Regions from separate parts of the Danio rerio genome. Here region 1 is linked to region 2. Evidence: chromatin contacts called from public HiChIP or PLAC-seq data. All regions are on one chromosome and are shown on one strand. The core of a region is the stretch at or near the end of the contact, and the rest is flanking DNA. Distances in the headings are between cores, read along the strand shown. Region 1 holds the start of fryb (furry homolog b (Drosophila)). Region 2 holds the start of b3glctb (beta 3-glucosyltransferase b).

Region 1 (2,964 bases), core at 180-2,679, 260 kb after region 2:
TTGTGTTCAGAGCAGAATATTTCAATATTCTGAAAGGTCTAATAAATAATCTGATAGGTGTTTTGTGCTGAAACTTTACAGACACATTCTGGAGACACCAAAGACTTATCTTAAATCTTGAGAAAGGAGTAAAATAGGTGCCCTTTAAGTTATGAGTCATAGTTTTTATGTTTTAGATGGATGTCTGCTTATATTTGGTCAAAATGACAGTAAAAAGGTAACAATATGAATATTGCAATGGGGAGAACACGCAAAGTTCACACAGAAATGCGAACTGGCCAAGCTGGGACTCGAACCAGTGACCATCTTGCTGTAAAGTGACAATGCTAACCACTGAGCCACCGTGTCACCACCATTATATATTTATATGTATCATATGTATTATAATAAACCATAATTTATTCAATAGGAATGCAATACATTCAGGACGCATCTGAAAATAATAGCAAGTGGCAAATCATCAAATAAATGAATTTTTAAAAAATATTTTCAGATAGGAAACATCTACAATTGTATTGAAATATTAATATATATATATTTCTTTATTTAATTTTTTTTATTTAATGAGTACATTTATTGCTTATAGACCATTTCAGTGTGGTCATGTCATTGGCCATGAACATTTCCTGCTTCTTGTCAAACTCAAATCCTTAAAAAGAGGCAATTCAATTATAGCATAATGTTAAATCAACTATCATAACATTATTTATCAATATGTGGCTCTTTTTGGATTCTCAGAAGCTCTAGAAATTAAAAGCTTAAAACAAGTAATACGTTGGGATCATTGTTTTTGTTTAAATGCCTCATCATGGTCTGTAAAGTAGGTGAGAAGAGACTTCTTACACAAAAAACATTTTAATAATCTTAATTTCTAAAACTGTTAACCACACTTAAATATTAAAATCTGTGTCCTTTCAAAATAGGAACAAACCCAACCATTGGGTTAAATGTTTCAATGTAAATGTTATTTTATCCTTAACAGCTCTGTTTGCCCATATTTTTCCCTAATGTAGTTTTTTTTTATTTATTTATTATTTTTTTTTTTTGCAATAGTGTTCATTTCTTGCTTGTTTATCCTAATGCCATACACATCTGCAGGTAAGGCAGACAGCACACAAAAATATAACTGTTACTTCTTATATTTAGCAATATATTATGTTTTTAGACTGCACTAGCAGATATTTTCAATGAAAATCACAGTCAGTGTTAATAAAAATTGTCCTCTTTCATTAAAATTGTTACATTTAGTGCCTTTTGTCTGGGCTTTTTGCGCCTGTGCACCTGTCAGTCTCCAGCAGCATCTCTCCATCCTTCCACAAACCAAATGGATAAAAGGAAACAGATTGACGTGCGCTTCAGCAAATAAGCGCATTCCTTTTTTCCTCTTTGGTCAACATCTGCCCCCTGATTGGTCGCTATGGGCGGAGCCGCACCATCCTCAGCGGCCGTCTTTTTCTGTCAGCCGATGCGAGGAGACGCGAGACCAAATGAAGTGAAAATAACAGAATTCAGCGACGACGCCTGGATGAAGACATGAATATATAAACTCCTGAACACAAACACACAAGGTATGGCGTATTTTTTTGCTTGTTGCTTCAGGGCGTGTGAATTGTAATCGTGTTTCCATCAGTGGGCTTTCATTTGAGAAACCGCTAAAACAAATTAACGGAGACGCCGCGAGGAAGGCCAGACCACCAGCACAGATTGTGTTTGCTTGTGTGTTGTTAACACAAACACAACAACAGATTTGTCCGGTGCATAATTAGAAATACTATGCCGTCTACATGGCATTAGCGTTGTGGGTTAACGGAGTGTATGTAATTTATATACATGCTGATTGATGGAGATTGATGTCTGCTCACTCTGCTGTGATAATAACAACAGTGTAACGTAACGTTAATAGTGGCTGTGCTCCAAACCTAGTGTGCTTCCTTCCTAGACAGCATTTTGGGCATCACTCGTGCAGCTTTTATTGAACGCGCCTGCTGTACACTAAAATCATGCGCGTGACTTGAATATTTTCATTATTTACAATGTTACAGTTCACGCGCTTTTGAAGCACATCTACTGCTGACGCTCTTCATTACTGATGTTATGTTTTGCTACCTGCAGGAAACTGGACCGTTTTATATTCTGCATGGCAACAATCGCATCCTCCTTTGTCTAAACGGGGTGAGTCGTGACAGATTTTTTTGTCATTATTTAATTACTCTGTTCATGTTGCTGTTTGTGTTCTGAATGTTATATAAGTACCGAGCAATACCGATGAACCACACGTGGTTAATATATGTGAAATCCGTCGAGCACGTAGAAGTTTGGCAATAGCCTTTGTTTTTATATTTGGGATTGATTATATTGAGATGACGTCATGCGGATAGATGTTGTTACAATGCTAGATTATTTTATTTTGTAAATTTCATATTCATGAATGTATTGAATATTTCTAAACCTTGTTTAAAGGTTTCTATTATAAATTTTATTTACATATAGACTCGCTCTAGTATATTAATAGCAAGCAATGTCAAGATACAATTATAGTTGCAAAGGAGTTGAAGTTAATTAAATAGTAAACTTGCTGTCAATTGGTTAGGTTAAATAACCCCTTAGTTATATTGTCATTGTAAAGGTGTCTGTTTGTATTTTTACTTTATTTTATGTTATTAGTAGGGCCAGACGGAATCTACAGACATTTTTTGCTATTTCTGCGCAGAATTATGTTAAAAATCTACTGATTTATGCAGAATGATTTTGGGAGTATTTGGGAGTAACTTTTATTTAATGTTTACAATGCAAATCCATTTAAATCCACTTTTTTGGTTAACAAAGCAAGTCTCTCATATAATATCTCTGCTAAAAGACTCAAATATTACTGTACAAACTATATTGTAAATAAATCACATAAATATTTTCATATTAGTCAATAATATTACTGAAATGAATTAAAAAATGTAATAAATATGAATT
Region 2 (2,767 bases), core at 73-2,572:
AATTTCCCGCCAGAGAAAGTGCAATCAGTTTTAGCAAGTCATAGATTGTTATTCATTTCGGTAATGGCGTAACAGACACACACAACATTTAATTATTTTTTAAGTCAATGAAATTACATTTAACACAAAGTAGGTGTTTAATGCAAATGCTTTTTTGTTAATAAAAAGAAATGTTAGACTCAATTATTTCTTAATAGCAAACTACAGGCGAGACAGTCAAAAATATATTGGGGGCCATTTCACCAAATACACATACGAGCATTATTTTTTAGACATAACATGAAATAATTTGTGTTATTCAAAACTGTTTGATTTTTTAAAAACGCCAAATGTCTGTTATTTGTTCTCCAACATCATTTTACTTGCTCAAAGGGGCACATAATGTTTTCCAATTATTGTGTTAGTCTTTTGTATGCCACAAGACCTCTGTTTTGGATGCATAATGCATGAGGCGTTACAATGAAATGTCAATAAATTGCAAGCTCCTGGACATCTCATTGTCTGACTTAATTGAATAAATGTTTACTCGGTTCAAACGATCAATGGCATAAACGTGAGCAAAACCCCTGAGTTTAACCCTCACAGCAGGAAATGTGGCGAACTTTGAATGTTCAGTTCAATTCATCTTTATTTTTATAGTGCTTTTACAATAGATTCTCTCAAAGCAGCTTTACATAGTTCTATTAAATTGAAATATCAGTGCAAAAAGATTAATGAAATGAAATATATGAAAATAGCAGTAATAAACAAACATGTAAAGCAGGAGTGTTTCTAACAAAATTTCTGGTGCATGTCTGGAGGACTGTGTCCTACAGGTGGTTTGTCAAGCCCACTCGCATACATTGAGCACACTCATGCATCATGCTCTTATGTGGTGCACTGTGTGCATGCTTTGCTAAAAAAGATAGGTCTTTAATCTAGTTTTGAATCGAGAGAGTGTTTCTGAACCTCTGACATTATAAGGAAGGGTATTCCAGAGTTTAGGGGCCATAAAAGAGAAGGGCCAACCTCCTTTAGTGGACTTTGCTATTCTGGGTACTACCAGAAGCCCAGAGTTTTGAGAGTGTAGCGAGACAAAAGGTTGGTTAGATAAACAGAATGTCAAAACACACCGTTAATATGAATGAGGAAGGTAAGCTTTAACTTCAAATATATTATGTATATCTTTCACCCACTTCAAGATGGAACAGAAACAACAGAGCTATAAATAGGGTCCTAGAAACGCGTTTAAGCCTGTCCGGTTGTGCAGGAGCATACTGATAAAGCTGACGTAATGGTGATATACTACCATTGACCACCAGGTTGCGCGCCGTATCAGATTTATTTCTGGAATCTGACGAATTCATTTGTGCTCCATGTTTCTGCAACGGGCGTGATACTGACAGACTGAGCCCCACAAAGACATGTCTAGATACACTGCTGGACACAATGTCATATATTTCTGCTGCTCCCTACTCTCCTTTGGTGAGTCGGCGACATACACATTCTCGATATAACTAAAACAACGCTGGCGTGTTAGCCAAACGAGAGCATCTCTGTTGATGACTGTAAACACACACCTATAACATGAAATTGTATCAATAATTTTGTTAATTATAAATTGGATTGCATATCTTCAGTTTAATTAATTTAAATAGAGCAGACATGACGTACTTCTTTCAAGCATTTTGTTATTTTGTAAATGCTCACAGCTAAACTTTGTTTTTCCCCTCACAGTGCCTTCTTGCAATGCTTTAAACGACGATAGCTGTGAAGTAAGGAAATTACTCTTTGTATTTCTGCACACAATACACAACATATTTTGATTTATAATTATTGTGTGTATTTTTATATCAGATTTGGGACAGTCCAATTAAATATGCTATAATGAGGTACTTTAAAACTTCTATCTTCCATCTTTTCCCCTGACAAAATCTCTGTCATAATTTTTATATATTTTAAGAAGCACCCAGTGTTATTCATAAATAAAAAACAGAAGAAAACGAGCTCCTAGCCTAATTAGTATTTGTAGTGCAGCGTAATTTCATTATGTACAATCAAATCTTAAATGCTGTCTGGAGCATTTGTGTCAAGAATGATTCATTCCCACAAATGTAATCCATGATTTTAGTCAATTCTGGCCATTTTAAAATAATTTGCTCCCTCATTTTAATTTAACTACAGATAATAAACATCCATCATTTAAAGGGCACCTATTTTACTTTGTTTTTTTAAGATTTAAGATAAGTCTTTTGTGTCTCCAGGATGTGTCTTTAAGGTTTCAGCTCAAAACACCCATCAGATTATTTATTATAGCTTTAAGAACATTAAAATACTGCGAACACAATGTAGTTGGTTTTGTTGCCTGACCCTTTAATGCTAGTTCTCCCTGCCCACTGTTCTCACGTGCAGTTCAGAGTGTGCCTTAATGTCTGCCTCGGCTGCATCAGATAAACAGCACAGTGACAGACATAAAGGAAAGCAGATCTCACGTAACGTTTGTTAGATATACTACAGTTAGAGCTTTCCCAATGGTTATTTAATGTATTTGTTGTGGAGTTAATTCAAGCCTTTTTGCAGTGATGAGTCACACGCAATGTTGTTACAAAGTTCACACACGTGTGTTTAACTTTGCAATGTTTTTGCACGCAAATGTGACAGGATACGCATTAATATCCTCTGCTGTATGGATATTTGTTATGTTAATATACAAAATAAACCTACCGGGATTGAAGAGTCTTTTATAATTGTACTAACATGCTGCAGTGGCAGTGAAGACGGTAAAATT

What was found. HiChIP or PLAC-seq counts read pairs in DNA pulled down with a chosen protein or histone mark.
Region 1: a contact with region 2 is called in an H3K4me3 HiChIP or PLAC-seq map of embryo, with 4 times the contacts expected there. The contact joins the promoter of fryb here to the promoter of b3glctb in region 2. A contact is called at or near these places in 3 of 18 Hi-C or Micro-C datasets (caudal fin, embryo and an unstated tissue) and 2 of 4 datasets of contacts at active chromatin or transcription factors (caudal fin and embryo).

The regions. Positions count from the first base shown.
Region 1 is chr10:38,897,250-38,900,213 of GRCz12tu, forward strand. It overlaps fryb (furry homolog b (Drosophila)), which reads left to right and starts at 1,430. Exons shown (of 62, transcript XM_073915006.1): 1 at 1,430-1,568; 2 at 2,113-2,172.
Region 2 is chr10:38,634,232-38,636,998 of GRCz12tu, forward strand. It overlaps b3glctb (beta 3-glucosyltransferase b), which reads left to right and starts at 1,323. Exons shown (of 15, transcript NM_001302248.1): 1 at 1,323-1,464; 2 at 1,717-1,754. The coding sequence starts at 1,404.